Linked DNA regions of Hordeum vulgare: all the other regions are linked to region 3. Evidence: chromatin contacts called from public Hi-C data. All regions are on one chromosome and are shown on one strand. Each heading gives the region's core, a stretch centred on a gene start, on an enhancer-like site or on the middle of the called end of the contact. The rest is flanking DNA. Distances are from core to core; before and after follow the strand shown.

What was found. A called contact is a pair of places that touch in the nucleus more often than the background predicts.
Region 1: a Hi-C map of leaf shows a contact between it and region 3, with 5 times the contacts expected there. The contact joins two enhancer-like sites. A contact is called at or near these places in 2 of 6 Hi-C or Micro-C datasets (leaf and seedling).
Region 2: a contact with region 3 is called in a Hi-C map of seedling, with 3 times the contacts expected there. The contact joins the promoter of LOC123401386 here to the enhancer-like site in region 3. A contact is called at or near these places in 3 of 6 Hi-C or Micro-C datasets (leaf and seedling).

What each region holds. Positions count from the first base shown.
Region 1 is chr6H:436,891,414-436,895,702 of MorexV3_pseudomolecules_assembly, forward strand. No RefSeq gene overlaps it. Among protein-coding and RNA genes, the nearest start is that of LOC123401386, 76 kb to the right of the region's middle. Within about 2 kb of position 1,313, at least 3 of the 3 cell types and tissues checked have open chromatin away from gene starts, as enhancers often do. A contact at or near this core is called in leaf and seedling, where this site is marked.
Region 2 is chr6H:436,967,243-436,971,261 of MorexV3_pseudomolecules_assembly, forward strand. It overlaps LOC123401386 (lysophospholipid acyltransferase 1-like), which reads left to right and starts at 2,626. Exons shown (of 8, transcript XM_045095174.1): 1 at 2,626-3,022. The coding sequence starts at 2,721.
Region 3 is chr6H:437,757,696-437,761,997 of MorexV3_pseudomolecules_assembly, forward strand. No RefSeq gene overlaps it. Among protein-coding and RNA genes, the nearest start is that of LOC123405569, 58 kb to the left of the region's middle. Within about 2 kb of position 2,351, at least 3 of the 3 cell types and tissues checked have open chromatin away from gene starts, as enhancers often do. A contact at or near this core is called in leaf and seedling, where this site is marked.

The sequences.
Region 1 (4,289 bases), core at 63-2,562, 870 kb before region 3:
TTCTTTTTTACTTTCGTTTCAAAATTTCTTTTCTGGTTCTTTTTTCCTTTCATTTTAATTTACCTTTTTTGTTTTTTTCTGGTTCTTTTTCCATTTTGTTTTAATTTTTCTTTTTGTTTCTATTTCTATTTATATTCTTTTCTTCTTGTGATTTTTTATTTTTTATTTTTACTGTTTCTTTCCCCTATATTATACGAAGTTCATTGTGGGTTATCAAAATATTCATTGTATATTTAGAAAATGTTTACGGTATATTACAAAAAAGTTTATCATGCATTATAAATGTCAATGGTATACTAGAAATTTTTCAATGAATATAAAGTGTTTCCCATGATTTTGAAAATTGTTCAACGTATATTAAAAATGTTCAATGCTTATTCAAAAATTGTTCAACACATATATTTATAGAGTTTGGTTCATATAATTGTTCACTAGTTTCAACAACATTCTATATTTCAAAATTTGTTCACTTTTTACAGAATTTTTTTAAAACATTTCAAAAAAATGTTGGATCTTTGAAAAATGGTTTACAAATTTCTTCCTGTTTCGCATAAATGTTCTCAAATTTCAAATATGTTCGTGGTTTCAATTTTTTGTTCGCAATTTGATGAAAAGTTCCATTTTCCAACTTTTGTTCAGAAATTCAAAAAACTGTTCGTAGTTACAATTTTTTGTTCATAAATTCTTGAAATGTTTCACTTTTAAAAATAGTTGTTCAAAAATTCAAAATATGTTCACAGATTCAAAATTCCATAATTTGTTCAGATATTCATGTTGCTGAAAAATTGTTCGGAAACTCAAAAGACGCCTGCACATTTTCAAAATACACTTTTTCAAAAAATAATACACTTTAAGAAAAACTATCATCACAGTAACTAATTCTAGTTCTCCACAATATATAATTGAAATTCGCTATACTAGAGCAGCTCAGTTGTACACTACGTTGATACTTTAAGTTGGGCGCAGCAATACGAACAAGAAAGCTTGTTTGGTGTAATGGCTATGTGCTTGCAGTTCGAAGAGGGAGGACTTTTGTTCGAATATTCACTTCTAGTAGTCTTCGAATTTTTCTATCTTTTTTCGTCTTCGAATTTTTCTATCTTTTTTCGTCTCGTGGTACAGGTTGATGGGCTGGCCCAATCGTGTTGTCTCTTGTGTGTGGTGTCTGTCTTCAAATTTTTCTATCTTTTTTCGTCTCGCGGTACAGGTTGATGGGCTGGCCCAATCGTGTTGTCTCCTGTGCGTGGTGTCGTCAGTTTGACGTAAATAGCATCAAACATGTCTTTTTTGTCTCGCGGTACAGGTTGATGGGCCGGTCCAGTCGTGTTGTCTTCTGTGCGTGGCGCCGCCAGTTTGAGGCAAAGAGCATCAAATAGGAGGTTCCAGGGTGTACGTCCTCTGGAATTCTTTTTTTTAAATGAAAAAAATAAAATGGACAGGTCCATCAAATGAATTCTGGTTGACATTTTTTAGGGTTCGATTTAGATTAGGATTGCAATCGACCGGAATTTATTTTAATGGTTTATTTCGTATGATTTCTATTAATTCAAGGTTTAAAATAAACTTTTTCTTGACAGAGGGCACGGGGTGCTGCATACTGGCACCCACCGTCGTCAACACCCGGTCTTTGCGGCGCTAGCGAACGGTTGTCTTTCGTTCCTATGGCAAGCTGTGACGTGACGCAGGCCCTATTTGTTTAAAGAGTTTTAGAACTTTTTTTAGTCCCAACTAAAAAGTCCCTAGTCCGTACTTGTTTGGTTTTAGGGACTTAACATGGATTAGAGGTTATTAAATGACATGCTAAAAGATCATGTTACCCCTATTAATGAACTAGAGGTTATTAAATGATATGCTAAAAGCAGGATCACTGTTGGAAAAAGTTCCAAAAAACCTCAAAAAAGACTCTCGCTTAGGGACTTCTTTCTTTAATCTCAAATACCCACTTTTAATCCCTAAAAATCCCTCCTGTTTGGTTTAGATGAAACTAAAATAGACTTTTTTAGCCCTTATAATAAAAAGTCCATGTAAACAAACACCCCCGCAGCTGCCAGCGGCCAAATCCAATGACATAACAGAAGCAGGGGAAAGCCGACAAGGAAGGAGGAGAAGACATATGAGGTCTCGGAAACTAAGAGACTGTTCGGTTTCTCTCCACTCCGTGGACTCTGCTCCCGGAGCAAAGCAGTTACACTTCATTTTAACGGAGCAGCTTACCGCCGGCTCCACAGGGAAACCGAACGGGGCCTAAATCAAACGGCTGTTGGCCGCTGAATCGGGCGATCGGTCGAAAGTTGGGCCGGTCGACGGTGCCTAGAACCCACCTTCTTGCCTTCCATTTTTGCGGGTCCAGGGACCAGGCATGATGGTCCCGGCTGAATGTTCCACTGCACAGCGGGTACTGGAGTACTAAATTCCGCACCCTCCTCGTGGCTGTCCGATCACCGTGTCGCACTCACCGTTGCCGCACCGCCGTACGCCTCGCCATTCAGTCGCCCCGCTTGCCGTTGCCGTTGCCGTTGCCGTTGCCGCTGCAGCCGCTGCGCCGCGCAATAATTTTGCGCCTTCATTTCTCAGGCGACCGGGCATTCATTGGCTCGCTGCCGGATCTGATCGGCCGCTCTGTCTGTCTCCTGCTCTGAACAACCTGGCAGCGGCAGGCCTTCTCTCCCGGCTTTATTGTGCACAGCGTGTCCAATCCAATCCATTCCACAGTGCCCTGCTCTCCCGCTCGCCCGCTCGCCCGCTCGCCTACGGTTCGCTTTGGGTGCGCGCCCGCGGCCGCGGCGCTACTCCTAAGTTGCTGGCCCCGGCAGTGCCAGATTCGGCGAATGCCTTCGGCGCCCCCAAAGTTTTCCGATTTTTCTCGGAGGGTAGAGTAGTAGCAACGGATACGCGTACGTTTCCTTTGCAGCGTTGTTTTGTTCCAATATATACTCCTATATCGGTGCTATTACGCGTGTTTGCTCATGCGTGCCCGACAAAAAAAAGGGTACTGGTCTGTACGCATACGGGCAAGAAAGGTTGGCCAGTTCAATGTGGTGGGACTACATCGTACTAGTCGAGACCTCGAGTGTATCGAGCTTGGCTAACACCGATATTTTCAATGTAAAATTAATTAGGGCTGATGCTGATGGGTACTATAAGCCATGACTTTGGAATAATGTACTCCACTATATATGTACTACTACGACGGAGGCGAATGAATAGTTTGTCTTCTAGTCTTTAGGCTCCTTTCTAGTTCAGGGCTTTTTCAAACTAATTTATTGGATGATTAAAGAGACAATGATATCTTTAGGTCATTAGGATTTAAGTTCTGATACTTACATTGTTTTGAATTTATTTTAAAATTATCGACGATACGTTTTGAGTAAAAAAAGATGTTTCCATCAACAGCGAGGCGTCTCTTCATAAATAAGCATGTGTACGTGTATTTTTATGATGATATGGCACGAGGCCTTTTTTATATATGTATTCAGTGTGCATGCAATGGCTTGTTCTTAGAACATATTATGACCATGTTTCTACTAACTAATAAGGAGTCCTAAAAGAAGGGACATATGTTGCAAACTTGGTGAGCGTGTCTACGCATTGGTGCAAAAGGCACATGTTACCTTGAAGCAAGCATCCTATACATCTTAAGTGTTGAGGGAACACATATTTATAAATTCACATAAGTGTCCTCGTACGGCCAACTGAAATCCTTCGATATTCTTGATATCTATACTTGCATACTTGATAGTTGTAGTATAATCCACCTAACTTTAACATTCTATTTTCCTCGGATGAAAATTTGTCTTATTTTCCTGTTGGCCAAATTAGGTCCTCCCGTGGGTGTAGAAAAAAAAGTACGGAAGGATGACTGGCTCAATGAGAGAGCAAAATTTAATGAGGTTATGACAAACAAATTTGACACTCCCTATGGTTGGGTATATAAGCCGGGTACAAATTTATGTTTTTTTAGCCGCATGTCGTAGCAAAATTGTTCTATGGTAAACTTTCATTATTATAAACAACATGTTACAAGGGGAAGGGGAAAAAGAAGTGGGGTAAGCAAAAAAGGCCTAATGGAAAGAAAATACACAAATTAACCAACTCGAGTTCTTCGAAACATGAGCATCATTGAGTCAGAAAACTTATGTTATCCAATGCTTGAATTCTTCTAAAAACTTGTTCGTCATCTTTATTTGAAGGAGTCGTAGATCAATTTTTAAGGTGTATCTCCAATTTTGGACGATTGCTGGAATATTCCTGTAGACTAGTCCATTTCTCTGAATCCAAATACTCCAACA
Region 2 (4,019 bases), core at 1,376-3,875, 790 kb before region 3:
TCGCCGATGATGAGGGTGATGGTGTAGCCCACACCAATGATTTTGAAGCACCTAGAGAACAAGTTGAAATCCCTGAAGATCAAGATGCAATGCAACTTATGAACTTTCTGCAGATGCATCAGAATCTCCGAGATCACTATGTGCACACGCAACTACTCAACTATCTCGTGGACCATATGTGGACTCACAATGGAAATCAAAGAGGAGATGATTGATTGTGCACTTCAAACAAAATTGATGTAAATACTTTTTAAGTTCGGTACCAACATTTGTTTTACGTGCAATGTTTAGTATCACATGATCGACGTGCATGACTTTGTATGGATTTGAAAGTCCGTATATGAGGTATGTGAATGCACAGAGCGAAGTAAGAGGGGCCCTCTGAATGCGTCCACGGGCATATGCCCGGACGCATCCGTAGGCATATATGGGGCCGAATTTTCCCAGTCCGACTGTAGATGCTCTTAATTCGTTGAAAAAGATGAATACCACGTGTTGTTTACATGATACAAATTTGACAACGCTTAAGAGCATCTACAACCGGACCCCTCAAATCTGCCTCAAACGCGTGGGCAACCCGCCGAGTCATTGGCCGGTCACAAAAAGTCGACCCAACCGAACCCCTCATATCTATTTCAAACGCCCAGACTGACTGGCACCGCTCAAATCCATCTCAAATATGGGGACGATATGAGGGCTCGCACACACGCTCGGGCACGCCCGGTCAGTCCGCCACATAGGACGCGACCCCATCTCGAACCACCTTTTCTCTTTCTTTATTCATTCTTTTCTTTCTTTCTCTTCTTCTCCACCAATCACATGCAAGTGAACGCACATATGAGGAAAAATATGAGAGATACGGGTGCGCGAACGAAAAAAGGGGTCCAAAACGAGGCCGGACATGTCCACAGACGTTTGAAGGGCCGATTTTGCAAATTCCGGCTGTAGATGCTCTAAAAAGACATGGACAAAGACGCTTGTGTCCATGTACTGTGTATTAATTGCAAAGAAAGATAAATATCGTATCGGTATTCTAACCTTATTATAATTTTCAAAAAGGAGGTTAAACCCTCGTTCCAATACCATAGCTGTACATATTTATTAACTAACTATGTGTTTTCACGCAAACCAACCTGTGGTTGGATGGTTAGAAGGACAATGATATCCCCCGCCCACGACAACGAAGCGCCTACGATGACTTCGTAAAATCTCAAGATAATATGTGAGCTCAGTCTCTTGGAGGTGCTTATAGACGTAGGGTGTGCGTGTGTACATTCATAAAGGTGAGTGTATGCGCGTGTATGTAAGCACTTCCATCTGTACCGTGTTAAAAAAAACTATGAATTTGTACTTCCCTGCCCAAAAAAAAAGAGAAAAAAAATACCAACTTCCACTTGAGCAGATTATCATGAGTTCTTTTTTACATGAGTTCGTTATTGCGATTTGAACAAGAAACGCTTGAATGTGATATAATTTTTGGAAATGAAATAAAAGGCTCACAACGCATATATAATTCTACCTAAGTGCTGAAATTACAAGGCACGTCAGAAGCATCTCTTGAAATGTACGTATGCATGTACGGCATGCTTACACCGTAATTGCCACCCAAAGCTCAGCCAAACAAGGCTTACGCTTGGGATTACGATGAGTTCAATCAATTATTCTATGATATAAAGCCCTAAGGTTAGAATAGTCAAGTGTTATGCCCATGACTTCGTATATTGCTTCAATCATGTACTCGCTCCCTTACTAAATACTATAAGACTCTTAGAGATTTTAATATAAATTACATACGAAACGAATGAGTGAATGTGTATTTTAAAATAAATCTATATATATCTGTATATAGTTGATAGTGGAATCTCTAAAATATCTTATACTCCTTTATAAAAAATATAAGAGCGTTTAGATCACTGAGTATTTAGGAACCGTGGGAGTAACTACGAGTACTAGTGCTAAGAGCATCTACAACCGAATATAACAAATATGATCCTCTAAACATCCGCGGACGCGTTCGATTATTGACTAGGCATGTCCTCTATTTGTCTGTTCGTGCATTCATATCTTTCATTTTTTCTCATATGTTCGGTCACTTACACATGATTGATGATGAAGAAAAAGAGAAAAGAAAAAGAATGAATAAAGAAAAAAAAAGTTGGTCCAGGATGGAGCAGCCTCCTACGTAGCGGACTGATCGAAAGCGTGTGGGCGCATCCGCGAGCCCTCATATCCTTTCTATATTTGAAATGAATATGAGAGTTCGCGGACAGCCTGAATGTATAAAGATGATATAAAGAATTTGATTATGTCATTTTTTTTCTTTCTTTCTCTTATTGGATTACTGATTAGACACGTTTGTGGATGTATCAAGTTTGCTCATCACTTTTTCTTCTAATAAAGAGAAAGACGAAGCTTGCCTAGCACCCGCGTACGCCACGACAATGATTTGCCGATATCGTTGGTATTTGTCCAAATCTTCTCACTTTGACGTTACCAAGAGCCGCAAGTTTCCTGTCGCTTCGGACCGCCAATTCAACAAAGCAAAGGGGGCTGTGTGGAAAGATACCTTCCCAGGGCTTCCACGCCATCACACACAGCACATATACACGCGCGGCTCGCGAGCTCGCTTCATCATCAGAAAAAACCAAATCCTCTATTCCTGCATCGCCCGCATCTGTTCGCCCCCCTCTGCGGCGGCGGTGGCGGTGGCGGTGGCGACGATGGGGCTCGAGATGGAGCCGATGGCGGCGGCGATCGGCGTCTCGGTGCCCGTGCTCCGCTTCCTGCTCTGCTTCGCGGCCACCATACCCACGGGCCTCCTCTGGCGCGCCGTGCCGAGCGCCACGGGGCGGCACCTCTACGCGGGGCTCAGCGGCGCCGGGCTCTCCTACCTGTCCTTCGGGGCCACCTCCAACCTCCTCTTCGTCGGGCCCATGGCGCTCGGTTACCTCGCCATGCTCCTCTGCCGTCGCCGAGCTGGCCTCGTCACCTTCCTCGGCGCATTCGGCTTCCTCATCGCATGGTGAAACCCTCCCTTCCATCCACTTGTCTACAGGGTTCATATACCGATGCCTAGTTTCGGGTGAATCAGCAATACCGGATTCACAGTTTCTACGCCTTCATTTTGGGTAGAACAGGGCAGGAAATGTACAGTTAACAGCAGCTTGTTCCATTAGGAAACCAGAGGAGTTGTAGGCGGATCTGCAGATGTGGCCGAGCCAGAGTGTTGGGCCATCACAGGGTTAAACAGTAGTTTATTCTATTGGAAAACCACGGAACCGTAAGTGAGCATGGAGCTTTTGATGCTTCTGATGTCGTTGGAACTGCAGCATGGACGGTTTCATGTTGGAGAAATGATTTTCAACTTTTCTCTGGCTAGCCATGTGGTGCTATTTATGATTAATATTTTCAAGGAAAAAACAAGATGTTGTATTATCTCAGGATGAAATTTCTTCTATGCCTGCAAAATTTTGGATGTGTGATCTCGTAAAGATTGCAATGAATACATATGATGTGATTGTTGAGATTTTACCTAATCACCTTACCAATTCCTATTAGAGAACTTATTGGTTTTGTGCTCATGAACCATTAGGGCCAATTTTGGATTGCATGCCTTCAATGAATCTTTTAATGTTAGTTACATTCTGTACTTCATGGACCACTGTGTTTTTTTGACCTGGTGGATCCCTGTGTTTGCTAATTTATCTGCCTTTCTAGCCAGTTAAACCTATGCACACATCCATAGTTGAGGAAGCGAAAGGGAAACCATTTTTCATCTGTACTGCGTGAGATTTTAGTGTTATTTCACCCCTTGTTTCTCACGTGAATCGGTTCTTCCGTTGAAAGGTTAAGTTTGTTTTGGCGGTACTATGATGCGATTATGATCTGTCACATTGAGGGGTTGAATTAATATGACCTATATTTGTTTAGAAGGAAATTAAGGGAAGAAAGAAAATAGTTCCCATCCAAATATCCCTGACAAATAGTCAATCCAGATAATTGATTCTGTTTGTTTCACT
Region 3 (4,302 bases), core at 1,101-3,600:
AATATTGTTGCAATCCGGATAGAACGAAAGCCCTGTTTTTTACTAATGATGCCACCCATGGGCAAGAGTTCTATTCCAGGTGCAAACTAGAAATCGTTTTTGGAAAATGAAACAAATGATAAACCACTTCAGCACAGTATACATCAATTCGACATGATGAGCTTCTACAGCCTATTTCAACAACCATAGAACTTCAGTGAGATAGAATACGTTGGATGCTTAACCAGAATAAGCTAGAGTGAACTTCCGAAGCCATGAGAAGGCAAGGTGCAACAGTACATGACAACCGTGAACTGGAATAATTTGGTGTTTTCATTTGTTTGCACTCTCTACGAGGTTATTTTGATATATGACATTATTTATGTTTAAGAAACGACTGCAATTATAGTTGGTGTCGAGAAATAAATTGTAGAGGCTTGTAAGGTCAATACTAATTTTTTAGACGACAAGCCCTCAAGTCACAGCAAACGATCCAAAATTCTGAGTTTCTGACAGCTATAGTCAACGGAATATAAATTGCAAAGCTCCAAGCTCGAGTTACAGGTTCTCGGGTGATAATGTAAATGAATTGCATGATTACAATATCCCAAATCGAAGCTGGAAACCATGCTTAGATTGGATCGAAAAGAAGTCAAGTTTGTTTCATCACGAAGGAGGGCCACCCCTTGCTAGTTGCTTTGATACGACAAGCTAAGCTCTCACAAAAGCCTAAAACAGAGTTACACAGTAGTGGCTACTACTACTAATTGCCAGCGAATGAGACAATGATAGATCTAGCACCAAAAAAATGAAGAACAAACTGGCTCCATTGCTCTACTACCTTCATATCTGAACTGCAAAAACGTCTCATATTTTAGTTACAGATGTACATGATTGATATTGCCGTACTCATCCTTTTTCGAACTTCGTATACAATAATCAGGAAAAAAAATCATCGAAAAAGGTTGCTCATGGAACGTAACAATGAGGATTTGGTGAAGCAAGCAAAGATATCAAGTCAGTCTTTGACTCACACGAAGTAGCATTTCAACAAGCACCACGTTCGTACTAAAACAAGAAAAATCAGGTGGGAACAAACACTCGCGCAAGAAAAGCAAAATCTCCTTTCAAAGCCATCCGAAGCCTATCATAATGAACTAAGATATCACAGCCCATCTAACCATCCAACCATAAGTTATTTTGCATTGTAGGAGTCTAATTAATAGCCTTAAAAACAAACTCGCGCGGCCGCCCGCACCGGGAGCTCCTACCTGCCGCATTATACGGCAGGGAGTCCTTCGGTCGCACAGGGCGATTGCCCGACTGGCCCGGCCCAGCTTCTTTTTTCTGTTCTTTTCCTATTCTACTTATTTCCTTTTTTTTATTATTTTTTGGTTCTTCTTTCTTTCTTTCTTTTTTCTTTTTATCATTTTTTATGGAAACAAACTAAAGTTGAATTCCCAATCATTTTTTGAAAATATGAACATTTTTGAAACTGTGAACAATTTTCAAAAATGCGAACAAATTTGAAAGCACAATTTTTTTTAAAATATTGTTCAAAAAAATAAAATTATAAACATTTTTTCTGAAAATTCTGAAAATTTTTTAAAATCCGAAACATTTCCTATAAAACCAAAATCATTTTTCGAATTTGAAGAACATTTTTGAAATCCCAGAACATTATTGGAAAAATACAGAACATTTTTTGAAAAAGAAACAGAAAATTAAAAGAATACTGAACATTATTTCAATTTCAGAAAAAATTTTAAAATTCCGGAACATTTTTTAAATTCTGGAAATAAAATCCGAAACATTTTTTCAAATTCAGGAATATTTTTCACAATTCTAGAACATTTTTATAAGATTCCGGAACATCTTTTCAAATTCCGAAATATTGTTCAAATTCCGGAAGATTTTTCAAATTCCAAAACATTTTTCAAATTCCCGAACATTTTTCAAATTCCGAAACATTTTTTCAAATTCTGAAACAATTTTGAAATTCCGAAATATTTTCTCGAATTCTGGATCATTTTCTTAAATTACGGAACATTTTTACAATTTCGGGATATTTTTCCAAATTCTGGAACATGTTATCCAGATCATTTTTAAAACTGAAACAAAAAAAGAACAGATAATCGGTTCAGGGAACCTTCTAGAAAGTTCCCAAAACCGGAGCCCAAACCCCATCGCTCGCTTGCACGCGAAACTACGACCACTTGCCGCAATAAGGGGCGTATAGAAAATTCCGTTCGCACCGGCAGCTCGTAGATTACGCCCATTGCACGAGTTAATGAGTCTCCTGCTTACACGGTCACTCGCGTGGCTCAGCCCACCAGCATGCTTGATGGCCCGCGCGTTCACCAAACGATGGTGAATCCAGTGACTCCTATACGGCGCTGCAGGTGCCGGTTTGCCCTCCGGGCGCCTGCAGCGCACCATGTTGGGCCGGCCCATCAAATAGTTCGGGGACCCTGCAGGCCCTGAAAAGATTCATTATTTTTTGAATAAATAAAGTACATCGATTTTGCAAAAAAAGTATTTCAAAAGGGCCAAATGTTGATAAATTTTTAATTTAATAATAATAAAATTTGAAAAACATTCATCACATTTGAAAAAAAATTAATAGGTTTTCAGAAAAATTTCAATGAATTTGAAAAAAGTTCACCGTAATTTTCAAAAAATCAACACAAGTTCATCAAATATGGAAAAAAGTTAATCGTTTTTAAAAAATTAACGAATTTAAAAAAGTTCATCGAAATTTTAGAAAAAGTTCATCAAAATTTATAAAAGGGATCATTAATGTTGAAAAAAAAAGTTCATCGAATTTTTAAAAAGTTCATCAAATTTAAAAAAAGTTCATTGAATGTGAAAAATTTCATCGAATTAAAAAATATTCATTCAATTTGAGAATAAAGTTCATTAAATTTCTAAAAACTACAATACAATAAGAAAAAAGTTCATCAATTTTGCCAAAAGTTTGGTGAATTTGAAAAAAAATCATCAATTGAAAGAGAAAGTTCACGAACTATAAAAAAATCCATGAATTAAAGAAAAGGAAAAGTAGAAGAAAAAAACAAAAAACAGAAGCAAAAAAACAAAAAGTAGAAGAAAAAAACCACAAACAGAAGCAAAAAACGAAAAAGAGAAGCAAAAAATGAAAAATAGAAGAAAAAAACGGACCAAAGAAGAAAATAAGAAAAGAGCAGAGAAAATTATTAATCAAATAGCGTACTGTGGCGTGGTGGTTAGTGCGTGTTAACCAGTGTTGAAGTCCAGAGTTCGATTCGCCACGACGGCAAGCCCTTTTTTTTATGCAGAAGGGAAAGAAAAAAATACTGAAATGGACCGGCCCAGTGCGGGTCGCTGCAGGCGTCCGTTAGCAGAATTGCATTGTAACGAGCGCCTGTAACGCCAAATAGGAATTCTGGGTGAATCCTCGTTCGCAAAAGGATGCTTGCAGGACGCAGCTATTTGAACTCGATCCATTTTGTTTTTGTCATACAGTTACTCGCGTGGCCCAGCTCACCAACATGCTTGCTGCCCGTGCGTTCATCAAACGATGATGAATCATATTTGATGCTTAAGTGCCCGTTCAGAAAACAACGCGTGCAGGGCATGGCTATTTGGGGTCGGCCCATTTTGTTTTTATTCCTTTTAAGGACATGTACAATGGTTGATAAGATAGTTTTATCTTAAATCTTGTATGTAATTTAGAAATGACAAAAAGAGGGTCTATAATGGGTTATTTTTTAGCCTTATCTTCTATAATTAGTTATTCTTAAAAACATGGTAAGACATATTGTGTGCTAAGAGATCATCTCTTGTCTTCTCTTAAATAAGAGAAGACAAAGCCTTTTTTTAGTTCTTTCTCCTACACCTCATCATTTATCCTATGCGGCACTTCTAAGATAGCACCATTATACGTGCCCTAAGCTAAAACAAAAGAAAACATTATTTATCTTATGTGACACTCCTAAAATAGCACCATGTTTCAAACCTGTGACCTCCCCGTCAAGGTTTGCTGGTGTAACCACCATGCCAACAAACGTGGTTGTGCTAACCTTTTAATATATACTCCATCCATACTATAATACATGACGTTTTAGCAGTTCATTTGAGCTGCTAAAACGTCATATATTATGGTACACAAGTAGTAAGTTTTTACTCGTTCTTTCTTCCTTTTTTCTCATTTTACCTTTTTGTTTTTTGTTTCTTGTTTTATTTTTGTTTTATTGTTTTTCCTTGCACAATGAAGATTTTGAATTCGATGAACTTTTTGAAAAATAGATGAACATTTAAAAAAATACATGAATCTCACTTGAA